2 separate regions of the Anser cygnoides genome follow, and region 1 is linked to region 2. Evidence: chromatin contacts called from public Hi-C data. All regions are on one chromosome and are shown on one strand. The core of a region is the stretch at or near the end of the contact, and the rest is flanking DNA. Distances in the headings are between cores, read along the strand shown. Region 1 overlaps PIP4K2A (phosphatidylinositol-5-phosphate 4-kinase type 2 alpha). Region 2 holds the start of ARMC3 (armadillo repeat containing 3).

The links. Hi-C and Micro-C count contacts between places; a contact is called where the count stands out from the background.
Region 1: a Hi-C map of granulosa cells shows a contact between it and region 2, with 1.5 times the contacts expected there. The contact joins the enhancer-like site here to the promoter of ARMC3 in region 2. A contact is called at or near these places in 2 of 7 Hi-C or Micro-C datasets (granulosa cells and liver).

Annotation. Positions count from the first base shown.
Region 1 is chr2:19,662,775-19,668,809 of Taihu_goose_T2T_genome, reverse strand. PIP4K2A (phosphatidylinositol-5-phosphate 4-kinase type 2 alpha) reads right to left here. Exons shown (of 9, transcript XM_066991615.1): 6 at 977-1,090. Among named protein-coding and RNA genes, the nearest start is that of PIP4K2A, 98 kb to the right of the region's middle. Within about 2 kb of position 2,864, at least 1 of the 3 cell types and tissues checked has open chromatin away from gene starts, as enhancers often do.
Region 2 is chr2:19,518,670-19,525,486 of Taihu_goose_T2T_genome, reverse strand. ARMC3 (armadillo repeat containing 3) reads left to right here and starts at 4,100. Exons shown (of 21, transcript XM_048061631.2): 1 at 4,100-4,282. It overlaps LOC106030318 (a long non-coding RNA gene), which reads right to left and starts at 1,972. Exons shown (of 4, transcript XR_001203680.3): 1 at 1,281-1,972.

The sequences.
Region 1 (6,035 bases), core at 1,615-4,114, 140 kb before region 2:
TCATCATTATGATAATGGGAAATCAGATTTCTTCAAAAGCAAATGATTGTGAATTCTAAAGTTCCAGTATTGTGTTCAACTATTGAGCTTTTAACAACACTCAGACACAGATCTGAAGAACTACACCAGTCAATTCACAGAGCCGTTCTGATAAAAACAGCTGAAAGCATTATTAAGTCACAGAAACATCTTACTATCAGGTCTCTTCCAACAAGGCAAACAGATCTTAGGCTTTGAGTATAGGGACTGCAAAACACTGTGCTTAGTGATAATATTTTGACTTATGGAAACTGAAGCCAAGTTATATGAAGTAGACAACCCAAAATTTAGTTTACTTGCTGAGTAGCTAAATCAGTTATAATAAATATTACATTAAATTCATATAGTAACACTTTTCTATTAACTACTGACTACATTCAGCCAATTACAAATTTATGATATGACTGCACTATGATAATGAGTCCACCTGCTGTACACAAACTTCTGAGGCACTCTGTTCTGGTGATATAAAAGAAGATTTAAAACTGGATTACTAATATAAAGCAAATAGAGCATCACAACTGTAAGCAGGGGAAGCTACATTCTCTGCTACAGACTACAGTCCATTTATGGATCCAGCTTAAGTCAGGTAGTCTTGGTGTACCTCCACCTGTAAAATACAACCAGCAATACTCACCAGGGGCATTTGGAGGTACTATGCTTTTAAAGCACTTATGTACCAAGTAGTACCATCAGTTTAACATCGCATCATCAAGGCAGGGACAAAGTATGGCCATCAGCTATGCCATCAAGCCATTTATCACATCAGCAAAAGCAGTGATCAACTCCTGAAAGTTTAAATTATGTTTCATTTTAAACAGTCAGTGCTTATAGTCTTGCAAACAAGAGCTTTCATTTATGAATTACAGGTATGGTTTCCTGGGCTAGCTGTAATTTGGCACGTATTTTTACTACATATGAACAGGTGTACTCTTACCTCAACGTCCTTTTTGAGCTTCTCAAGGAACATCTTTTTGTTATTTTCATCAATGTGAATCTTTTGGCCATCATTAATAAAATCATTGTCTTTGAATGTCGGCAACTCTTTGGCCTAAAATAAACAAAAACTACTGTAAGAGTCAGAATGCAAACAGAAGCACATTGAAGTTGCTGGTTCAGCATGGGTACAGAGCAAAAGCTTCCCCAACCCCACCAGAGCTAAACCTTCAAGCCTTCCAAAGTTCAAAAGGCTCTCCAAGGCCCAAAAGAGGGCATTAGCGAGCTGTCACAGCTGAAGGCCCCACCACTGCTTCTGCAGTTGAAGCAAACACACCTCCACTGCATGCAGCTGTTCATAACTGCAAACAGAAACCCGTTTCCTTGGTTTATCAATGCCGTGAATAGCCTAGAAGGTGTATGTTTACTGGGAATGATGTAAATTTTAGTGAGACAAAATATCAAACTCAGCACTTCATTTGCATCTAACCTTCAAGTCCATGCTTCTTCCAAGATGTCATTTGTCAAAGTGACTGACAATAAGTGAAGTCGAAACACAATCTGTACCTCATAACAAAGCACTTCTGCACCAGATCTTATAGATTTAGCTGGATTGGATTACATTTTATGTAGCCACCTCAACGTTTGTAAGTGCCTAATACCAAATAACTGTTTATAAAGTATCAAGTGAACATGAATTATGTAATGCTGCTTAGAAGTGGTGAATGTCAGAGAAGATCGCTGCCTTTTAAATATGTAATTAAATATTCTTGTGATGGGAGCATTAGTTGAATATCTTCATCTTTAACTCTCCCACGAAGCGATTTGCAACAGCATTAAGGAAAGCCAGAAACTCTCACATGAGCACTGCAGATACAGTAACCACTGGTTTTAGCACTAAGACCCTCAAGTGGGCTCTGTTTTCAGAGGGCAATGACTGAAAGCTCACTTTCAAGAAACAGCAAACCAACATAACAAGGAAAAACCCAGTTTCTCTGGGGTATTTGGTCAAGCAACCCAGAAGTAATAGTAACTTCTGCAATCAGAGCCTTGAAAAAATTTGCCCATTAAGACTGATGAACAGCCTTTCTCCCTGCCCTCACCTTTAATAAACATTAGAGAAGAAAAGGGTTGGTTTACGCAGTAAATGTTGCAGAACACCTCAGTGTTAGTCTTCATATGCAAGTCTTTCCACTAGGAATGGAAAGCAGCTAGCAGCAGCCTGCTGGAATGGCCTCCAGGAGTTTAATCAGTAAGACACTGCTTGCAAATTTAACATGGACAATAATTTTTCTTTATAAGTTTATTTTCTTTCTACAACACAGTAAGGAAAAGCATCACCAAGGTACTTTTCTCCCAAACATATGTCTTGGATTGCACTGCCTTAAAATGTGAGTATCAGAGCAGACCCTGCAATGCCTTTCTGCATCTTCCCAATGGGTAAAAGTTCCTTCTGCTGTTGGGCTGTGCACACAGGTGGCTCAGTTCCCTGACTGTCCGAAATTATTTTCTTGGACCTGGAATTCATGAATTGCTGAAGATCCCACCATACTCCATTTGTTTAGAGAAGTGACGCTTCTCTTTCAATAACTGCCCCAAACATTTAAACAGTTGCATAAGATTTTAGTAGTTATGAATCCACGTTAAATCCATTGCACCTACGAACTTTGCAAAAAACTAAGGTCCGTGCCTCACTGCTCTGACTCGTTACCGCGTCGCGTCAGGAATTTTATGATGTATTAGAATACCCTCTAGTGTTGCTCCAGAGACTCCGTCTATTTTAGCTGAAAAATAAGAGGAAAACCCCGCCTCAGGCAGCTGAGATGGAAGCACAGCCGTGCGTCCAGCCCACACGGCTTCCCTGCACGAGTCGCTCTGAAGCGCGCGGCTGCTTTGCTCGCAGGCACCGTTAGGTGCTCCTTAAAGCAAACAGCGGATTGTTTACTGCTCTACGACAGCACGGTGGGCATCGATTTTCCTTCTGGCCTACACAGTAAGTGGTTTAGGACGAAGAAGAGTGGAGGAAATATCAGATAAGCATTCTGGACTGGCAGCTGCAGGGATTATCATACGCGACTGAGCAAACTGCCCCACAGACGAGGGCTAACTCCGCAGAGGCGGGGCTGAGGATCCAGGGATGCTGCCAAGGCCAGGGGATGGAATCCAACGCGTGGGATGCTTAAGAATGGAGAGGAGATTTGGATGAATTAATTTAGGCTGGAACAATAATGAAAAGAATGCAGGAAACCAAGCGCCCTTCCCTTTTAGCACCAAAATCACTGAAACGTCCTTATCTTAGATTATCTTTGCACCTAGTATATCCCACTAGGCAGAGGTTAAAGTGAAACAAGCCCATCGATTCTGAAAAAAACCCTATTAATGCTGTTTAAAACTGGGGGAGGCAAGGAGGAAGGATGTGCCTGTGGTTAAGACACTGACATGTAGGTTCAGCGCCAGGCCCTGCCGCAGACTTCCTGCACAACGCCGGAGCAGCTGATGAGACCCTGCTGGGGTGGGAGGGGAGGCGTGCTTTTCCTCTGAGGGCAGGCCTGCCTTCAGTAAAAATAAACCTAAATTGCAAACAGCGTTTTGGGAAGATATTATGATCCAGTAGCGCAGGTACCACACGCCACCCTCACCTTGCCAGTAAGCTATTTTTAATAAAACTGAGCTACCAAATCTGACACAGCTGCATCTTTTGCCTGTCATCACAAGGCATGGGGCGCTCCCAAGGACGTTCAGGGCAGTGAATCAGCTCTCCCAAAAGCTGGACTCTTACCAGCCTTGTAGCCTCCCCCATCCTCAGTAATCGCCCTGAGGATTTTTATCTGAGGTCATGTTTCTTCACCTTCATTCTTCAAATGCCCAGAGCAGTGAAGACTTGGCAAATACGGACCAGAAGAAATCAAAAAGCCAAAACTGACGCATGGAAACAAAAGGGAGGAAGTAAAAGCAGCAGGTACAACATAAGAAACAGGAGCTAAAAAGCTATGTGTCGGTGGATGCTCTCTCACCACGTCACTTGTATGATGCCTCCCAGCCTGGTCTATTCCTTTACTAGACAAAGATATTTTTTTTCTTTTTCTTTTTTTCCTGTGCTAGGCAATATAACTCCACATTTACTTAAACCTTAATAGCCCTAGGGTACCGTTGCAATACCAAATAGTACTCCTGACAGCCAGCACAAGTAGCAATTCTAGTAGCACTTATGCTGAAATTAATGGCTTAAAGTTAATTTGTGAATTTAGGAATTAACGCCCATGAAATATGCAACCAGGAGGGGCTCTAGTATTTATTTAAAATTCTTAATGTATGTATTCTTACTGAAAAATTCAAACACGGACATTTTCCTCTTATGCACTTGAATAAATACAAAGAAAACCACATTGTGGCAGTTTGAAACACTATCTGAACGAAAAAACTGAGACTTTGCTTTAATGAAATAATTGATATGATCAATTTTTAATGAAGTCTCAAATATTTCCAATGAAGCAAAATCCTTGTTGGAAAAAGATTCTCCTAGAATGTAATTCATTATAATGAACATATTACTATCATTAAAGAACTAAATATTTTAAGAGCTGCACAGGAGATGAACATCTAACTACTTCCACTAAATTAATAATAGATTTTCTTTCTGAACCACCTCCATCATTTTTAATCCCCTACTTAAAGATGCAAGGAAGGCATACATAGACAAACATAGATTTTACAAATACGAAGTATTTATTTACTAAAAAAGCACGCTACCAACACACTTCAGGTTTGCATTCTAAAGTTTGCCATGGTCACAGACAGTTTTAATGACAGGAAAGTTTTACTGTCTTTCAAAAGGCTGAAAAGCAATAAAGGTTTATTTGACTAAGAAGACAGAATATGTAAAGCCAGATACAAAAACTAAAATTACTGTGAAACAGTCCACTGACTTAATGTTTTTGTAAAAAAAAATATTGAAAGGTAAGAACCAGAGGTAAGGTTTAATTTCAGTGTGAACAAGGATCTAGTTTTTGCAGATTTCTTATAGGTCTCAATTCAGCATATTAAATATTAATATCCCAATATTAAAATGAAGATTTTTTTTTCCAAAGGGATTTTTGTACATCATGACCTCGAATAATGATCCTGGCTAGTATTAATGCTGGTATTTTGGAAGAAGTTTGCTAAAATAGCTGTGGGACAGCTAAGTTTGAGAGTCTTTGACTGGAGAAGAAGAAAAGACTAACTTCACAACCTGGCAGCAATTCCTCACCTAGCAAAAGCAAAGATTAGATTACAGGAGAAATGTTGCATGGCAATCCTTTTTGTTTGGAACTAGTCGCCAGCTAAGCTATTCACACAGGTAATAACTGACAAAATTGGGCTGATAGTTTATAACTTTTGGAAGTGGTATAGAACATCTGCCAGGAGCGATGTTCCACACCCTAGGCTTCCTTTCACAGTGAATGGCTCCCACGCACTTAAAAAAAATATTTTATATTTAGTAAGTTAGATTAACTTTAAATTTACCGTGCTTACCAGCATACACAGCATTTTAAAAAGGATATTATGCTACATATAGTTTGCAACAATTTGGCACAGGTAGTTTTGAACTGAGACAAAAGTCTGAGGTCACCAGATCCGCAAGAAGAATAACTAGAGCCTCCTATGGAAGTCTGCAGCATTTGGCGTCACAGGATTGCAAATGGCAAAGGAAATAGAGATGTAACCCCAAAAATGGGATTTGAGAGGGAACACTGGAATAGTTTTAAAAGCTACCAGAGAGGTTTTTGTAGGACAAAAGATTGTGCAATAAGTTGGATTAGGAATTCAAGCATGTACCAGAATAGTAGCTATACAGCTTTTAAATGCTCAGGAAAATGCATGCACAATTATCCCTAAAGTTAATGTTTTCCTACTGCAAAACAAACATGCAACATATAATGCAAGACAAATCTGTTGTTTTTATTTTATTTTATTTTTTTAAATATATGGAAAACAGACTTTTAAAAAAATAAACAAACAAAACCCCAAAACCAACCTAACAAAGGGAAAATAATGACTTGTTTTGAAAAACAGCAAGG
Region 2 (6,817 bases), core at 2,851-5,350:
GTTCATTTTTTTGATTTCCTTTTTTTTTTTTTTTTCCTAGAGAAAGAGGTCAATTTACATTGATATTGGGTATTTTAATGTGAGAAGTAATATACCAAACTGAAATGAGAAGATGATATGTTGTAAATTCATTATTCCCAAAGCCAGCTGCTTCTTGTCAGAGAAGGAAAGCTCCTTTTAAGTGTCTTCTGAGACTGATATAAAGCAAGCTATATGACAAGACCGTATGTACTGTATGTCATCATGCATTTCTCAAAGCATAAAATATGAGTGATTTTTTTTTTGTTTTAAATGGAAAAAAGAATTATTTCAGACAAGCAATCCAGCAAATAATAATTCCACTTCTGATGTTTCAGGAAATGAGAAACAACTCCCCCAGTGGTGCTTTCAGTAACACTAGAAAGATAATTTGAAACACCTCAACATGCAAATTTCCAACACTTAAATTCAAAAAATACTTTGATTTAGCAGTAGCTTATGTGCTTAAAGCCCTTATGAAATTAAATATTAAAAATGTTGTTCCATAATATTCTTTCAAATATGTTTTTAATCCACACTTTATTTTTGCAGAAGCCTTAATTTAATCAAATTGATAGGACATTTGGCGCTGTTCCTTCATAGGAAAGCAGACAAACTCTATAGTGGTTTTGTCATAAGCTAAATCATCAGAAGAAATTTCATTAAAATGTGTAGTTAATAAAGTCCTTATTCACTCTATTAGGTATTTAGTTTCTAGAAAACTCTTTAATTTCATAATCTCCTATCAAATGCAATTTGTATTATCCTCTTTTGTGTATATTTTTTAGTGCTAGAACAAATTATATTTCAATAAAACATTTCTGTCATTTGTGAATATCGGTCAAAGTTGTGAATTCTCATGACATTTTGTAACAGTTCTCATTAGTTGTCTTCCTTTGCTTCCTTATTAGTATGTTGTTACTAAATGACACTGTCGGAATATTTTCACAACATTAAATTAAAAAATGTTTTCCTTGATATATTTGCAGAATTGTGACAAAACATAATAAAAATACTGCAATTATATGGCTGTCATGCAGTGCTTGATTGCCTCTACCCATGGTAAACACAGATAGAAATAAAGACAGAAAAGATAACCTCTGCAAAATTCATTTCCATGGCACGACAATACCACATTTATTTAGACTGTGGAGTAGGTAAAGTGCCCGCAATGTGTTCATAGTCTTTAACTTCCAGTCACACAACTGAATAGAAATCAACACTGGACTAAGGAACACAGAAGGGATATGCTCAAATCTTACCTGGCGTGGAGTCAAAATGCCACAAGATCACACACCTGGAGGTTCTTCAGGGTCCTGGAGGTTAGACCCATAAACATGGCATGAATAACAGAGCTGAGGAGAAAAAAAGCATGCTCGTCTTTCTCCAGGTCATCTGTTGTTGTTCTTGCTGTTGTCTGTACGCCTTTCTACTTCACAATAATGATGCATGCTCTTCATAGAGTTTGTGAGACCGTGCTGACTGTTTCCGATCTGCATGAAGCACTTTAATCTTCAGGTAACTAAACCCTTCGTTCCAGGACTGTCTTGAAACACACTGTGATCGTGCACCTGATTACCACATCCCTCTTTCACCTGGATTCTGCATCGTCAAAAGTTTATGGGACAGTTTATATGGAAATAAAGAAAAGATGTAACTAAGTGGAGATTGGCTAGAATTATGTTTGAAATAGCCATAAGAACAATCACCACTGAAGATATGTAAAAGAAAAGCTATTGTCATGGAGACCATTGAGTTTCTGGTCAGTTTATCCCAGCCAGCAACTATGCATCCACCAGCTACTTGCTCACTATTCACACCCAGTGGGATGGGAGAAAGAATTGGAAAAGTAAAAGCGAGAAAACAAAATGTGGGTCAAGATAAAGATAGCGCAATAAGTGAAGGACGAAAAAGGGAAAATAAGTGATGTAAAGACACCATCTCTGACAAGCAGACCGACACCCGGCCAGTTTCCAGGCAAAGGCTACTTTGGTGAGACTACCCCCCAGTTTTTATTGCTGAGCCTGACCTAATTCAGTATAGAAAAACCCCTTGCTCAGTTGGGGTCAGCTGTCCCAGCCCAGCCTCTTGCCCACCCCCAGCCTCCTCACTGTGGGGGCAGTGTGAGAAAGAGAAGGCCTTGATGCTGTGCAAGCACTGCACAGCAACAGCTGAAACACGGGGGTGTTATCAGCAGTGTTTTAGCCACAGATCTACAACACAGCAACGTACTAGCGGCCGTGAAGAAAGCTAGCTCCGTCTCAGCCAGACCCAGCGCAGGGTTTAAACCAAAATCTTTGCCTTCAGTAGTTACATTCATCTCTCCTTACATTTGTCATCTGCAGTGCCTGTTTCGAAAAATAAAGACCCACAAGAAGTTTGTGAAGCAGGTGACTTGCCTCTCTCTATCAAGCAGCTACATTTTTTTTCCCCTTCTTTCCCTGTCTTTAATATCCATTGTAACTATAAAAGATCAGCAAGACGTCATGGAGAGTCAGTCAGTCTGAGACTGGCCTTAGAACTTCAGTGTGATTTCTCCAGTTAGATACGGATCAGTATAAATGGCTCTGACTTGTTATCGCAGCTGTTTCTAGTGAAGGTGATCGTAAATCCATATACATTTTCTACGGGAGTGGTGATGGTAAAAGTGGAATGAGACACCATCACGTATGGGGCTTGTTTACAACTAAAAATGACCCACCTGCTACAACTGTAATCACATTTATCACAGAATAAACCAACAAGGACTGGACCTATTTGTGCTACAATCTCTACAGATTGATATGGCTTATAAAAATAGAACTGAATTTATACTTGCAGTGCAATGTAATAAAAAATCTGGGGAGAAAGCAATGAGATTTGTGATAAAAGAGAGATCACAGGAGAGAGTTAATAGTAGCTGTAATGTCTTTACCTATTATTACCTGACTTTGAGGTCCAAAAATGATTATATTTGCCTGTTCCCATTTGCTTCTGCAGTTACTGATGGCAATTAAACTGCAATTTGAAGTTAGAAAATGTTATTCGATTTCAGAATTTGGCTTAGTATTCACTCCAAAACAGCCTTAGCTGGCAAAAGAGAATACGACAATGAATTCTTGTTCTGAAAATAGCACAACTATCTGGCATGGCTTTCTCCATCATCAGCCCAAAGCTGATAATAGAAAGGAGATAACTCTTCTGGTCCTCTACCAAAGCTCTCTGATGATGTCTTAACTGCGGGGCCACAACACATGATGCTCTAACAGAGATTTGCCTGTGCCTTGCTCTGCGTTGCATAACTGTTTTATCTGCTTGCTCCCAAGAATCGGCGGCTTCTTCTTTTCCCACAAATGCTCTGCTGACATTGAAACAAGAATAACATGAGCCAAAAAAGAAAGGAAGGAAGGAAGAAAGAAAGAATATGATGGAAGGATGCACAGGGCAACTTTGATTTTTTAAACACATGGTATATATTTATTAATTCTCATACATATCCAGTATTACTTGCGTGAGGAACTGGCATTTTTCTTTCATTTAGGTAAGTTATAGATTTAGTTTTTCATCAGTACCCCAGCCCACCTGTATTAAAGACTTAGTCCTCCCCTAAAAGGATTGCCACTTGCACTCCTGAGTGGGGATAAATTGCAAAGCGTATTCAAGCGTGTACCATTATTTGCCATTTTCCCCTCTCCCACGGCTGCTTACAGTAAAACCTAGGGCAAGGAGCAGGATCTCAGCTTCCCCTCCCGCTGTCCCTGTCCCACTTCCCTCTGCCCTGTACCCTCAGCTCCCCCCTCCAAATCCCTCCCTGAACTCCTGCCCCGCCACACTGCGGCCAAAAACAAGCAAAAAGCCGCGTTTCCAACAGGCGGGGCGCGGCCTGGCGGGGAGAAGGGGACAGCACAGCGCCCTGTAGTGACACGGGGAGGGCTCCAGGCGGCGGCAGGGCCCCGGGGAGCCCGCTTGGACCCGCCGCCGGGCGGCTGAGGGAGCTGAGGGAAGGCGCAGGGGCCGCCATCCCGGGCTCCCCTCAGCGGGGCCCGACCGCGGGCGCCACCTTCCCGCCCGCCGCCCCGCGCATGCGCCGCAGCCGCCACCTAGCAACAGGGAAACAGCGGCGCCATCGCCCCCGGGCGGGTCGGGGAGCGGGGCCGGGGGGCTGAGGGGAGAGCCGGTGGTGGGGGAATAACGCCCAGTTTGCGTTTTATTTCTTAAAGTTTCCTTCAGCCGCAGCCAGCCCAGCGAGCGCCTTACTGCCTGCGCGGTAGCAGCGTCTACACCAGTAAGGAAAGCGGTGCAGTCTCAAGGTTATAATAAAGCTGTGAGATTTGTCTGCAGAGTTTATGTGGAATAGTAACGTGAGAGGTACGAGACCTAAAGCTGTGTAGATAATAGACGAGAGGGGAAAAAATGAGAGAGAGGATAAAGCCTTAAATACAGAAGTTTTACCCTAAATACCACTAACAGGTGGTTGGGCTGCGAGGGAGCAAATCTCACCGAATTTTTGATGTTTCAAAGGTTGGGGACGTCTGCAGGCAGGGTTTTCAACACAAAATATGGATTTGCTGGCAGAGGAGCATCATCTGCAGAGCAGAACTATTCTTTTGTAGTCTTATTACAAACCTGAATTGGTCATCTATATAACATACTCCAATACTGTATTCTCTTAACCATTTTTAGGATTTTCATCATTGTTGCCATTTTCTGATTATCTGATGTGCTGCCACAATGAATACTAAAATGGGCTTCAATGACCTTTAGTTCCTATTTCTGTCTGCAAACCTGCTATCTGTACTTCTACACCGTAACTTTTTTTTTTTAATTGTGAACATATTAAAGGCTAATAAATGAGGAGTTAAATAATAGGTCTACCCTTGTAACCATAACAATCATGAATGTGATAGTGACACACTTGAGGTGTTTCCAATAGTATAAATATTTAGTGTAAGTAATATATTTTGACATGTGCCGGTAAAGGAGTAATTGACAAAGTAATTGACAAAAGCTCAAACACAATACGAATACAATAAACTGGTCATGAATAAATGGACGCTGAAAATTAAAAAAAGGTCTCTGGTTGTCAGAGCAATCAGCTCATGCAACAGCTTTTCAGTGAGAGGAGTGGAAACAGAATACCTACTGTTTTGTGTTTTTTTTTTAAGGTAGAGCATTAGAGTTATCTGGTGGGATTAATGGGACGTGGTGCATGTGACAGGCAGGAATGAATCTGATCATTCAGAACGTCACGTTCAGCCCCATGTCCTTACAAAGCTGGCAGATGGAAGCATTCATTTTGAGACACGTACATTGGCATAACTGCTTAAAAACTTCAGTACGTCTTTAATTTTTACTTGTCTTTAAAATGTGCTTCTTCCTAAGGCAGACCAGCTTTGAATTCTATATGAGAAATGTCCTGCTATTATTCTTCAGGAAAAGGTTGCAAAACTTCTCTCTCTCTCTCTCTCTCTGTTTTTTTTAGATTAAGCCAATTTTTCTTAGACTCTTTCTCATGGGAGGTGGGTTTTCACTGTGTCTCAGTGAGACATTTAAAATCACACACATAATTTCTAAAAATCGTCTTCATTTGGATTGTCACAGCCTGGATTCTCCAAGGATAGATCCTAGGTTTGATGTTATTTAATATATTCATTATAATTTGGAAATGAACAATAACATAGAGAAATCAGAATTTTCTACTGAGATGAAATAGTTTGTATTAATTAAGACTAAAGAAGATTGTTAGAAACATCTGAGAGCTATCCTGATTCTGCTATCATGGTGTATCTGGTAAGACCGTGATAAATAAAATTAATTGGTGGTGAATGGAATATAGTTTACGCTCCCGGGAATATTTGGAACACTGTACTCTTCAGTAGTGAACCTGAGTTAACTGTAACCTACTGGGGAAATGACCTGTTTACCATATGTGGATGGCTTAGTGAAAATCTTCGCTGAAGAAATTGGCTAAAAATTAATCCTCCAAAAGATGTAATGTCACTGTAATAAATCAGTAGTGCTCTAGAACTGATTATGGTATTCAGGGTTAGGTTATTCATATCTGAGAAAGATTTAACAGTCACAGAGGGGCTCTGAGACAAGAAACATATATGTCTGGAAAAGCTATATGGAAAAAATAATTAAGACCATTTAGAAAGGTGATAAATCAGAATGTACAGGAAATTATTAAAGAAAGTAGAAAGGATCAAGTCAGGGTATCTTTTAACTAAATTTGTAGTACAAGAACAAGGGAATGTTGTATTGAATTGAATAAACTGTTTACATATTTTTTAAATCTAAGGATTAGTTGCTTGTAAAGTACACTTGACAATTGGACCTGTGCCATAACGTGTCATAGAATGAAGAGTAAAGGGATTAAGCATTTATGTGGACAGTAAAAATAGCTACTATTGTGAGAAAGAACATAAAAACTTCAAGAGATCTAAACCTCTGTACTTCAGGGAAATAAAAAACCTGTAACAGATGGAGGAAAACTGACTTTTGGGATTGGTTTCATGCATTTATCAGAAGCATTTGTCTCTTATCACCGGAGGCAGGATACCAGTCTGCCATGGAAGACTGTTCTTATTCAGTGGAGGAGGGTTTTCTGAGCTGAGGCCTCTCAGTTGCTCTGTAGTTTGTAAAGAATGCTGTCGTGTTTGTTAATTCCTGTTCATTTTAGGAACGTTCATACACCTTCTTTCATACTGTACAAATTGGAAAGTAAAGTGTGTCTCTATAGCTTAGAATCTTAGTTTAAGGAGTGAGATGCTCCTTAGTTAGTGCACCTCTTACTAGGTGTGCCAAGAAGTTCAGCTTC